Linked DNA regions of Zea mays: regions 1 and 2 are each linked to region 3. Evidence: chromatin contacts called from public Hi-C data. All regions are on one chromosome and are shown on one strand. Each heading gives the region's core, a stretch centred on a gene start, on an enhancer-like site or on the middle of the called end of the contact. The rest is flanking DNA. Distances are from core to core; before and after follow the strand shown.

Region 1 (3,949 bases), core at 51-2,550, 370 kb before region 3:
TTGAGGGTGGATGCTAGGAATTCGAATCGGGTAGGTACGTACGCTACAATAATATAGTATCTCTCCACGCACTCTGTGTATAGCGTACGGTAACAACCATCGTCGTCCAAACGAAAGTACCCCTTTTTTCGCGAGGCGACGACAGCATCCGTCACACTCACACCACACGTCGAAACGAGCCGCGACGGCCACACGCGAACGCGAACGCGGACACGGATACGGACACGCCTCCCTCCCGGCGCCCCGCGCAGAGGGGAGGCCGAAGCGCGCAGGAAGGCGCGCGCGCGCGGCGCGGTCCGTCCGTCGAGACTCCAGCCCGGGGCCAGCCAGGCGAACCCAACGTCCATCCAGCCTGTCCCGGTCGGTGCGTGGCCGCCTGCCTCTAAGACTGATTCCAGCAATAAATGGTTTTGTACTCTAAATTTAGAGTACGAAACGTTCTCTACATCGTCCAATAAGGAACTCTAAAAGGAACTCTAAAATATAGAGGACGTACGACGAACTCTAAACATAGAAGAGTCCTTGCGTGCACTATCCGCCTGCTCAGCACTGGGGCCCGCTCTTCAATGTGGTCATTCGTCTACCGCTACCTCCGCTGGCCGATTAATTCTATTCTTTTTTTTTGCGTGTAAACTTAATAGTAGCAGCATTTTTGCTAATTGGGATTATTAGATTAGTATTATCAGTTTATGTCCGATACATATATAGATATGTACGTAGAGGATGTTATAAAAAACGATTAGTAATGTCAGTTGCAAAATGTAATTATTATAATTAGTTCCTAATTCATTTTTATAAAATTTCTAGAAATAAATAACTTTATTTTTCCATTACGCACATAAGTTCAAATTGTATTAATATCAAAAAATGAGTATTAAAAATGAATATATGAATTCTATTATCACTGTAGATATAGAGTACCGAATTTAGAGGATGTTGCTGGAGTTGACAAAGATATAGAGGACGAAATTTTTTAGAGAGTTCTGTAAAGGATATAGAATATTCCTTTAGGAGATAGAATTTAGGGAACGTTTCTGAGACAAGCTAACCCCCGTCGTCAGCCAGCGCGAACCAACCGGGGCCGTCGGGGTATCAGTTGGTCCATCCGCAGGGTGGGCAGCCGGGCACCGGCCCGCGCACACGTGACCCCCGCCCGGAAGCCATCGCGTCCCGCGTGGCCACGGCAGCAGGTCTGGGCAGAGGCACCTTCCCTGAAGCCCCAGTCCGGCAGCAGGAGCCACTGAGCCAGCCGTCCCCGTCTCCCGCCTATTTATTCTTCCCTTCCCACCCGCCCCCAAACTCGATCCACCCATCGCTTCTCCCGCTCGTCCTCCTCCTCTCCTCCTGGACAGCAGAGCACAGCACAACACACCGAGAAAGAACAAGCAGCCGCCACCGGAGCTCAGAACCACCATCAGCAGCAGCAGCACACCCGGTCAACCTTCCACACACGCGCGCACACACACATGGCGTCGCAGCAGAGGCAACAGCAGGCGGGAGCGGCGGCGGCGGCGTCCTCCGCCGTGGGCTTCGAGGACTACCTGCCGGTGATGGCGGAGCGGCTGGGCGAGGACGGGCTGATGCGGGAGCTGGCGAGCGGGTTCCGGCTGCTGATGGACCCGGCGCGCGGGCTCATCACCTTCGACAGCCTCCGCCGCAACGCGCCGCTGCTGGGCCTGGGCGGCATGTCGGACGCCGACCTCCGCGGGATGCTCGCCGAGGGCGACTTCGACGGCGACGGCGCGCTCAGCGAGACGGAGTTCTGCGTCCTCATGGTGCGCCTCAGCCCCGAGCTCATGGACGAGCCCAGGCGGTGGCTCGACGACGCCGTCGACCAGGCGGCCCGCTTCCTCTTCACCAGCTGATGATGACGACGACGATGATTGATAACTAATAATTAAGGCTACTAGATGATCGTTGAGATGTTTCTTCTTCTTCTTCTTCCTCCTCCTCTTGCCGCTGTTCATATAGCTGGATGGATCAGGACTTGTGCTGATCGGTCGATGGATTCCATCCATGTGTACTCGTCTGCTGTTCTTTCCTTCCCAATTCCCATGTTCCAATGGAGTCTGGATTCATTAACATGCTTTCTCCTTTCTGACCATCACATCCACACGGATCACATTGCGTGTGTCTACTGCTTCGCTGCTTTTTACACAATCGAGATTAGCATTGGGTACTACAGGGCTACAGAGGAAATTGCCAGGACCACCCCCCAAGTCGTTCTTGAACAGTGGCGGAAGTTTCGGTTGACCTTGTGCCCTGACTGAGTCCCTGACTGACCCTGATGCGCACAACCAACCAAGAGGAAATGGAGGCGACACAGAAGCACTTGTCTGGTCAAAGCCTCAAGCGTGCGTTAGCAGACAGTGGCAGCGGCAGCGAGCGGGACCGCGTCACCGCGCAGCCGCAAGAGTGCTTCTCGCGGGCGAAACCAAGCAGGGGAGACGGACGTGTGAGTGACTCGGTGAGTGCTTCTCGCTTTTCTCAGTGTGTTCACTCGGTCCGCACCGCACCAGCGTCGTCGCTACGAAAAGGAACGGAAGCCGGCCCCTGTTTCGTTTCGTCGCCCTTTTGTTCGCACTGACGAGATGAGTCACGTGTAAGTACAGTCCAGCACGTCGTAGTAAGCTGGAACGGGAGCTTCCGGAAAGGTGGCCGGAAGCTTCAAAAGCGAGGCGCAAGGAAAGCAGCCCGAAAGCGACGCGCCCTCGAGGCGTTTCTCTCTCTTTTCCCCCTGTCCTCCGCCCCGCCTGACCGCCCCTTCGGTTCCAGGTCAGCGTCAGGCAGGCAGCCATCCGGCTGCTCTCGACGTCACTGCTGCGATTCGTCGCCCGATCTAATAAAAACACGCACCGCCTCCCCCGTCTGGAGTCTGGACCATTGCAATGCAACGCCGTCGGCGGCGTCCTCAGGTCCACGGTGACACTGCCGTGCCCCGATCGCCTATCCACCCACCAACTGTTGGCTCCGGCCTGCTCTGAGCTTCGCACCCAGTTCCCCGTGCTGACTGCGCTGATGCCGTGTCGTTAGGTCCAACCTACAGTACAGTACGCCCGGCGTCATCAATTGGGGGCAGGCAAAGGAAGCCGTCGGGACAGACTGATCTGAATCTGACAGACAGAGATGCATGAACCTGCAGGTTCAGGTCGGCCTCGCGCCTGGTTCAGTGCACGCGAGGACCCCATACCATAACAAACCATTTGAGGGGGGCTTCTCGGACGTGTCAAACTAACCTCTGCACGACCACCGAGTTGGTTCCGTTCTCGGATGTGGCAGCCTAATTTCCGATGAAGACTAATCGTAGATTAAAGATTTGTTTTCGGTATGCGCTGGGCGTGGTCAGGTCACGTCACGGCCGAGCTGTAACCTTCGTGCGCGCCTGCCTCTCGTAGCCGTTTGAATTTGATCTGCCCGTGGCACGCCACTGCGTATCAATCCTTAACTAACAATCGGGTGGTTGCTACCGACAGGAAGTCTCTTGCGATCGGCAACGGCAAAGCCAAAACCATCGGTAGTTTAGCGGGCAGACGTAGCACAGCCAGCTGCGCCTGAAAAAACAAACCCCGCCTTGTCGCGTGCCGCGCCATGGATTCGCAGCACGCTGTCTCCCCTGCCGGCCGCGGCGACGGCACGCTGGCAATGGCAGCGGCACCCCCGCCGGGTTTCCGGCGGGGCGCAGGGGCATCCCGTGTGCGCGTGCCAACTGCCGGACCGGACACACACACGGCTGGCTGGTCGATCCGATGCGCAGTGAGCACGCTGGTCTCGTGTCTCGTCGTCTCCACCGCTCGCTCCGCTGCTACTGCAAGAATACTAATATATATTCCCGCGAGGCTGCGAGTTGAACTTGCTGCAAATTGGCAGCGGGTCGGGTGGGATCCGGTGCGGTGGACGTGACATTTTCCTGGAGATCCTGATGAGACTAGCTGTCCCCTCCACACCCACC
Region 2 (4,208 bases), core at 1,627-4,126, 440 kb before region 3:
TGTTTTCTAATAAAATGCGGAGTTGGGAGATGCAACCGTTTGATCGAAGATTAGAGACTGAGATGTTATATGTGCACTATTGCTTCATGTGCACAGGTTACTTCGCCTTTGTAATATGCCTTTGTAATATAGGAAATGATATATGTGGATATTTCTGAGGAAGTGAGGACGAGACCGAGAGTAGTGGGTCCAGAGCTGCAAACGAACACGGGCTGCCCGCACATACAAGCCCGTTCAGGGCTTGTTCGGTTACACCAATCCAGAGGGGGATTGGAGGGGATTAAATCCTCTCCTAGTCAAAAATGACTAGGAGGGGATTTAATCCCCTCCAATCCCCCTCTGGATTACTGTAACCGAACATGCCCTCATAGTTTTTCATCCAAAACTCTGACTGGTGAAGCGGAACAAGATCAGCATATGCTGATGCGCATTGACTTGCGTTGCAAGATTTGGTGACAACTGTATAATTTACAGGGGGAAAAACTGGCGTAAATAACAACATAGAGGGATAAACAGGCTCAATTCAACATGCAAGACGCAGTCAGCGTTCAGAGCATTTTGCAGGTTTTCATGCTAAAACTGTTACTCCGAATTTCCTTCCTTAAAAACCTTTACCCACTTCTCAACACTGTCGATTACTTCACCGGTCTTGACCAGGTATCGGACCTTGGTCCCGTCCTCCAGGAATTTGTGGCCAACCCTGCTTACCACACTCTTCTCCTTAGAGTAGAGCATCACATTTGAGCTATGAATGGGGCCTTCAATCTGATCAAAGAAAATTTAAGTCTGATCAAGAGAACGATTAGGCACCTACTAAAACTACAGATATGCTCTTGAAACCAATATGTGCAAAGCATCATGAGAGGCCCAAAAAACAAGTTCAATAGAAATTTTGCTGACCATGACGATTTCACCGGGTTCATCGTCTGTGCCTTTCTTGTGCTTCGACTTCAAGTTCAGGTCCTTCACGATCACCGTGCTGTTGTGCTTGAAAAGGCGTGTGACTTCTCCAACCTTTCCTTTCTCACGGCCTGCAATAACCTGTACCGTGTCCCCGATCCTAACATGCATCTTGTGCAGCACAGGAAGACTGTTTGGTTTACACTTCTTTCGCTCCCATCTCTTAAGCTGCAGTGGAAAGTGAAGTTTTAGGACATTTCACATTATTGGATAAAAAAGGTATCAAATATTTGGACTAAAGATTTTTTTTACTCACTCTCATTTCAATTGGGCATATCTTGACCATAAACCTTACCTGCATATTGAACATATTAAACAGCTTGTCAGAACTTCACATCCTAAAGACATAAGATTCCATTTCAAATCAAAGAGACACTAATCAGATGCTTCTGAGATATGGCATGACTCAAACACAGTGGTTACGATTCATGTTGATCTGATCAAGACACTACAGGATCCAGGGCTCCTCTTTATGTTTGAGTAATACGATATCCCTTAAAATACAGTGGTTCTATCACTTCCTTCAACAGTGATTACTTGACCTCACTATCTATTCTTTACTTGCTTTTGCTTCTTAACAGAAAGGTTTATCCTCATCCGATTCTTATCAGTTGGGAATTTTCCAGGCACAAGTACATACAGGTAAGGCATAATAAAGATGACACAGAAAAGAAAGCAGGGTTCAAATACAAACATCATTATGCTCATAATACACTATTTGGCGCCAAATTTTGTTTCCAGTTAGTCATATGTATTGTGTGATGTGGGGTAATTCAGGCATAAATATATATAAACAAAATCAGTGGCACATTGAGGGCAACATAATTTCTTCAGTTGACATTTTGACCGCTTCAAAAGCAACATAATTTCCTCAGTTAACAAACTAAATAAAGAGTACTCGAACAAATTTTACCACATGAAACACAGCATACTCTCTATTAGCACTAAAAGGCAAACATGTGCATAGTTGTATATGCAAAAAGGACAATACCGGATTACCAATGACAAAGGAAATTCTCTTACTTAAATTAATCCCAATCAGTTAATCTATTTGGCGCACTCAAATCTTACCATTTAAGCTTCCATGCAAGATAAAAATAAAAAAAGAAGGTAGACGAAATTCAATATGGACACGGTCTAAATTTAGTGTGTGTCGTGGAGCAAATAGAAACTTAATGTAATATGAAATCTAATAAGGGCGAGTTTGGCATAGTTCTACTCCAAAACTTTGGGTGAAGTATATCTGCTCCGAAGTGTAGATTGCTTTCTCATAACCAGTGCATTGGATGTGTCTTGATTGTTTTTGAAGGATTTTTCAAAGTAGCAAAAAATGTACTCCAAAAAATTATACTACAACTCTCAAAACTCTATAGAGTTTGCAACTCTAGAATTAGGGTGTTTAGTTGACTTTGTCCAGGTCTTCCTTAAAGTTTTGCTCTAGAGTGATGTCAAACACCCCTAAACATAGTCATATTAGAAGCCTGGTTTGTCATCCTTGAAAATGCACAATTAATAACAATGCAAAGGTAATTTTCCATTTCATTGCATCCAATCCATACAGACTAGCTCCAAAACCGTAATGCAAGCTCGAATGTCCCTAGAACAATTCCATCCGACCGCGCTTTGCAACGCTATCCAGAAACTCCAGAGTAAAATCTTTCACCAGAACAGCTACTTATTATCTACCAAACCATCAGCAGAACGGAACGGAATTGGGAAGCAGGAACAGACCCCAGGCTGCGGCGCGGAGTAGGTGGCGAGCCGGTTGCCCCAGAAGCTGCTGCTGCTCGCCGTCGCCGCGCCTAGCGCGGAGATGGAGAGCGACGCCATGGCGCCCTGCAGCGATGCCATCCCAGCCATCCTCTCGCCGCTCTCCCTCTCTCACTGGACTTGCTCAGCGCCCAAACTGCTCAAAGGATAACGCACGCGGCTTCTTCGAGTTGCCCGGAACCGGAAGAGAGAGGATAACGCGCTCTTGTATTCTGACGCTGGTGGGTTGGGCCTCGTCACTAAATGAGACAGGCCTCAGGTGAGGCACAGATGGGCCTGGAAGACGCTTAGGTGATCCAGTGAGGCCCATGGGTGCTCGTTCTACCGCCGTGAGAGGCTACAGGCTAGGGCCTCGGCTCCACGAGCGAGCTCCGCACGCATCAGCTGATCAGCATCACTGCATCAGCTATCAGGACGACAGGACGAGGACGGCGGGGTCAAGGCTCTCTTTCTCTCTCCCTCCCTCTCTGCGTGTCTCCTCGCACGCTACGCGAGGCCACGCGAGATTGCTTGGGAGATGCGTGCCCGCCTCCAGATTCCCCGTTCCAGCGCCGAGGCGCGCAAGCTACGCGACGGTTGCTGAGGCAAGCGAACCCCCTACTCCAGTTTTTCACTTTGCTGTTGTGTAAAATAAAATTCGCGTTACAGAGACAGAGACAGTTTGGGCGATGGAGGGTAGGTGGATGGCGGTGACATCGAAGCTTTGCGCTTTTGCTGCTGCAGGTCCCATCCTGCACCGAGAAAGGGTGGGATGTCAATCGGATTTCTCTATTGCAAATCATGGTTGCAAGTTAGACGTGTTTACCTCAGATCTTTTTCTCCAGAGACATTGGGTATCTCTTTTCTCATAGTGGACTACATTTCTCCCCCTCGAAGTCAATATCTCTTTCTTCGACTTTTCATTGCTGGCAGTTCTGCGCATGTCCTAAATCCTTGAATCATAGTAGGACATCCATGACAGATCACATAAACAACACGGCCAATACATCACTGGGCAGTTGGGCCTCGGCTCCTATCGCCGTCATCTAACTACCATCTAGGGAATCAGGAATGGTCCTGCCGTGCAAGCAAACCTTTAACGTTCCCCATGGGATAAGCATGTGACTATGCAAATGCCCGACACAAATTATATCTTATTATGGTTAAGAATCTTGTGTTTATTTTTCTCTTTCTCCTTTTCTATTCGCCACATGTGTTGAGATAACTATGCAAATCGTGACATGAAGTTTTGTTTCTATGTGGCGCTACCAAACAAAATGGATAAGGAAATGTGTGGCTTTTTTCCATGATAATTGCGACAGTTTCATTTCGTAGCTATCTGTTCCTCGTGGCCATAGTAATGCTTTGCACTTTGTTAATTTTGTAAGAAAAGAAATGGCATGATCTAATAATAAGGCCTTCTCTCTATGTGGCTAACTGGCAAGGGCTTAGCAATCCTCCCCCTTTCTAACTATAACCTTTTAAGGCATGGATGCTGG
Region 3 (3,914 bases), core at 214-2,713:
TGTTAGGTACTTAATCACCAAAACACTTAAAAATGGTCCAAGGGAACATTTTTCTTTCAATCTCCCCTTTTTTGGTGATTTATGCCAACACATCAAAAGCAGCTTAAAATATACTAACATACTCAAATGAGAGTAAAAAGGTGCAAATTGATGTCAAACTCAAAACCAATTAAATTGTCATGGGATTTGTCATATTTGGATCTTTTTTGCCACCACTTGATTTGTTTTCACAAAACAAATTCATTTTCCTATCTCTATGTCACAAACACTTCGTTTTGGCAAATCAAAATATCTTTCAAAACTAGTTTTGATCAAAACCCAGAAACTCCCCCTTTTCCCATAATCAAATTTCTCCCCCACAAGAGAGTAGTTTTTGCAATAAGAGGGTTCTAATCAAAAACCAAGTATACTTACACTAAAATTTTGAAAAATTCATAAGTGGTAGCTGGTCGATTTGTTTTGGCCTTAATTTCTCCCCCTTTGGCATTAAGCACCAAAACAGAAGAACTAGTGGCCTTTTAACCCCATTGTCTCACAAAAATTGTAACGAAGAGCCAAAGACAAAGAGAGAACACAATAGTGACTTGGAACAAAGGTCATTGATACCGGAATGCAATGGAAGCCTTTTCTTTGTTCACATCCACCTTTTTCCCTTTCAATCCATATGTGAGACTGTATTATAAGCACTCAAGTAAAAACATTAGCCTCAAAGGGTCAAGTTGTAGCACGTCCTCCTCCTAAACGTATGCATCATTTGCACAAGAACTTGTGAGGTCTAGGGATAACTTGTACAACTTGAGCACCAAAATAAGCAAGTAAAGCTAATTATGCTTAAAGGAATATGATCAAAGTCATAAAAACACTTGTACAACCTGATAATAATGTGTATTATGATAGTACGAACAGTCTATGGTTTTTTTAAAAAAAAACTTGTGAAAAAATATTAAATAACTGAGTTATAGTGTATAGAGGATGTGGATAAGGAATGGTCAGAGACATCTCGTATACAGAGAAAGAATATCTTTTAGGTAAATATAGTAAAATATAATAGTAAGACGTCGAATATAGGATAATGGTTGGAGATGGACAGATGGTGTTAGAAGAACTTGCCGTAGTCCCTCCGGGCATGGTCCAAAAGGCACTAATGCATGCTAACTGCATAGGAGTAGGGCCGTTGTTTGCCGTATCAGCAACAGTTTTGTCATTATTAACCGTAGTCTTCTTTCCGGCTTGATCTAGTTTTCCGTCGGTTAATTTGGGGAGTACGTAGATCGGAAAGGGCAAAGAGGATGCAGTGCTCTGAGATTGATGAGACGCACGTGTACTTTAGAGAGCAATGCAAGGTCCTCCACGAACTAACGAAGGACCTGCGGGTCCCACCGGCGCGGCACGTCGTCACGCCGGCCGGCTTGGCGAATGGCGACCGCGACCCTCATAAAGCCCGCCTGGCGCCTGCCAAGTGTGAAGTGCCGCCCTCCTCCACGGCACGCACGGAGCGTCCATCCAAAGCAACAAAAACTCCGCCCGTCCCCACGCCACCCCGCCTCGCGCTTGCCGTTGCCGCCTCCGACCCGCTGCTTCATTCGTCGCTTCTACTACTGCTATGCTATAGCATATACTCCAGTCGTTGCCCCCGCCGCCGCCGCCGCCGCCGCCTCGACGCATCCGAGGAGGAGGAGAAGGAGAGGCCGGCCGGGTAGCCATTCGCGTGCGATCGCGGCAGAGGAGGGCGGCGGTATATAGACGATGGGCCTCGTCGGCGGTGTCGTCGGCTTCTGCCTCGGCCTCCCCATCGGCCTCGCCGCCGCGTACTTCGTCTACCTCCGCTACTTCGCCGCCGCTCGCCGCCTCCAGGTACGTACGCGCGCGCGCCGCGCGCAGCACTTGTTTCTGAACTGCTAGCTGGGAGTTGAATTCCCCGCTACGTTGCTGCGCTAGTTCCAATAATCGATGGTGCCGTGAGAATCGAAATCGACCGACTGACGCGCACACACGTCCGTTCCGTGCGTCGTGCGTGCACGTATCGGCGGAGAGCAGGGAGCCCAGGACCACCCCGGCCGGTCGTCTGCACATGCACTGCACCAAATCAGGACGCCCTGGTGACGAGCACGACGAATCGTCGGAGCACCGCACAGTGCGCCCGCGGCAAGCAAAGCCGGCCATCGACTAGCTAGACGACGACGAGGACTACGCAGCCCCGCGTACGGTTGGGGCCAAGATTTGACTGTGATACCTATTCCTTCTGTTGGGTTGGGATCGAGAGAGGAGTAGCTTCGCGTCTTGGCGGATGAAAGAAAAAACAGTGACAGCGACCGAGCACGCACGTACGGTTGGCGCGAAAGACTACTCTGTGTGCGGTCCTCCAAAGTCCAGATGAGATCGATGACCTCAGCTGGAGCGACTTCCAGTTTTTGGCCGGTCGACGAGTACGTATAGAGTCTTTGGGGTTCTCTCGTCTCGGCTGGTAGGTAGGTTCCTTTCTTTCTTTCAGAAATAGTTAGCGAGCAGCCAGCTGAGAGCACCTTTTTCCAGCCTTTTGAAGCCTTCGGTTTGAACGGCCTGCCGACTGGTGCCGGCTTGCGTATCCGATTCGTTTTTTTTTTTTTTTTGCTTTGCTTTTTCCAACGAACGATTATGTTCGCTCGGATATCGATCCGTTCAACCCACACCCCCAGTGGCGATTTTGATGGGATATTAGCGCACATTATTTATGAAGGGATGCACGCTTATAATTAACGATAGTTATTTTAATTAGCGTCGTGCTAGGGCATATTTGAACGACGATGCTTTTCTTCGTAGCTAGCTGTGCTATTATCTGTGCCCGTTGGAATCATTTCCCAGAGCAGCATGTGGTTCGCATTTTATTAAGTACTAGTTTAGAAGACATTAAACCGAAGATGATTGAAGAGATAAAATCTTCTTTTTATTCTTAAATAAGAGAGATTTTAGTCACCCAATTTCTTCGGTTTTGTGTCTGCAAACTAGCCTAGCTAGCTAGTTACAGCTGGTTAGCCCATAGGAATGAACGAAAATGACGTGTGTAGTACGTGCAGTGCTTGAATACGATATGGGAACAAAATCCAACTTGGGGACTTGAGTCTACAGTGACGTTTGGATAGCTTAGTTGGTAAGAGAAAAAAGAAAGAATCACATCCACACAACGCCAAGTAAAAGAAAAGTCGTCACGGCTGTCGTTTTTTTGCAGAGACGAGATATCGTCGTGCAGCCAAAAGTCATAAAAATATTTTAAGACACAGCGCAATATATATATATATATATATAAGGATCTCTCGTCTTCTAATAACTAGAGGAAGCCCTAACTCAACAGTGTCATCTGGTTCAGCCGCATCAGTTTCGGACGGCTATAAAAATTCCCCAGGCCACCACGGATTAGGTTTTAGCGGGACGACGGTTCACTCGAGCGAGCGAGCGGTGGAGGCGGTTTCCCGAGCGTGCGAGCGGCGGTGATCTCGGGAGCCAGCGACAATGGCGCCTCGAGGAGGGCGATCGACGGCGGCGCTCTCCTAGGAACGAGCGATGGCGACGCTCCCAAAGCGGCCGAGCGGCGCACTTCAGGCCCGGTGGCGACGGTGGTTGCACGAGGCGCGGTAGGCTTCGGCAGCGGCGTCGGTGGCCTTGAGGCAGCGCGGCGGCGGCAGATCTAGGAGGCGTGCACACGACGGCGGATTCCAGAGGCCCGCGCGCGACGTCGGCTCCTCGGAGGCGTGCGCCCTGAAGTGGCGCCCGCTGGCGGCCCACCTCCGGCGGCGACGTCGGCCTTCCCTAGACGAGAGCGACTTTGACGAACTTTAAATGAACCCGCTTATATATAGTACACTAAGAGCAACTCCAGTAGTTCCTGAAAGAATAGCTCCTTAAATGACTGTTTACGAAGTTGATAAATATGGTTTAGA

The links. A called contact is a pair of places that touch in the nucleus more often than the background predicts.
Region 1: a contact with region 3 is called in a Hi-C map of ear, with 1.6 times the contacts expected there. The contact joins the promoter of LOC100285110 here to the promoter of LOC103626330 in region 3. A contact is called at or near these places in 2 of 25 Hi-C or Micro-C datasets (ear and leaf).
Region 2: a contact with region 3 is called in a Hi-C map of bundle sheath, with 2.2 times the contacts expected there. The contact joins the promoter of LOC100273201 here to the promoter of LOC103626330 in region 3. A contact is called at or near these places in 2 of 25 Hi-C or Micro-C datasets (bundle sheath and tassel).

Annotation. Positions count from the first base shown.
Region 1 is chr5:50,200,071-50,204,019 of Zm-B73-REFERENCE-NAM-5.0, forward strand. It overlaps LOC100285110 (EF-hand Ca2+-binding protein CCD1), which reads left to right and starts at 1,301. Exons shown (of 1, transcript NM_001158005.2): 1 at 1,301-2,082. The coding sequence starts at 1,467. The coding sequence ends at 1,865.
Region 2 is chr5:50,135,572-50,139,779 of Zm-B73-REFERENCE-NAM-5.0, forward strand. It overlaps LOC100273201 (50S ribosomal protein L24, chloroplastic-like), which reads right to left and starts at 2,877. Exons shown (of 4, transcript NM_001147644.1): 1 at 2,692-2,877; 2 at 1,217-1,255; 3 at 901-1,128; 4 at 397-765. The coding sequence starts at 2,820. The coding sequence ends at 583. LOC100279909 (Putative beta-glucosidase 41) reads left to right here and starts at 3,196. Exons shown (of 15, transcript NM_001152861.1): 1 at 3,196-3,314.
Region 3 is chr5:50,574,345-50,578,258 of Zm-B73-REFERENCE-NAM-5.0, forward strand. LOC103626330 (synaptotagmin-3) reads left to right here and starts at 1,464. Exons shown (of 12, transcript XM_008646726.3): 1 at 1,464-1,854. The coding sequence starts at 1,747.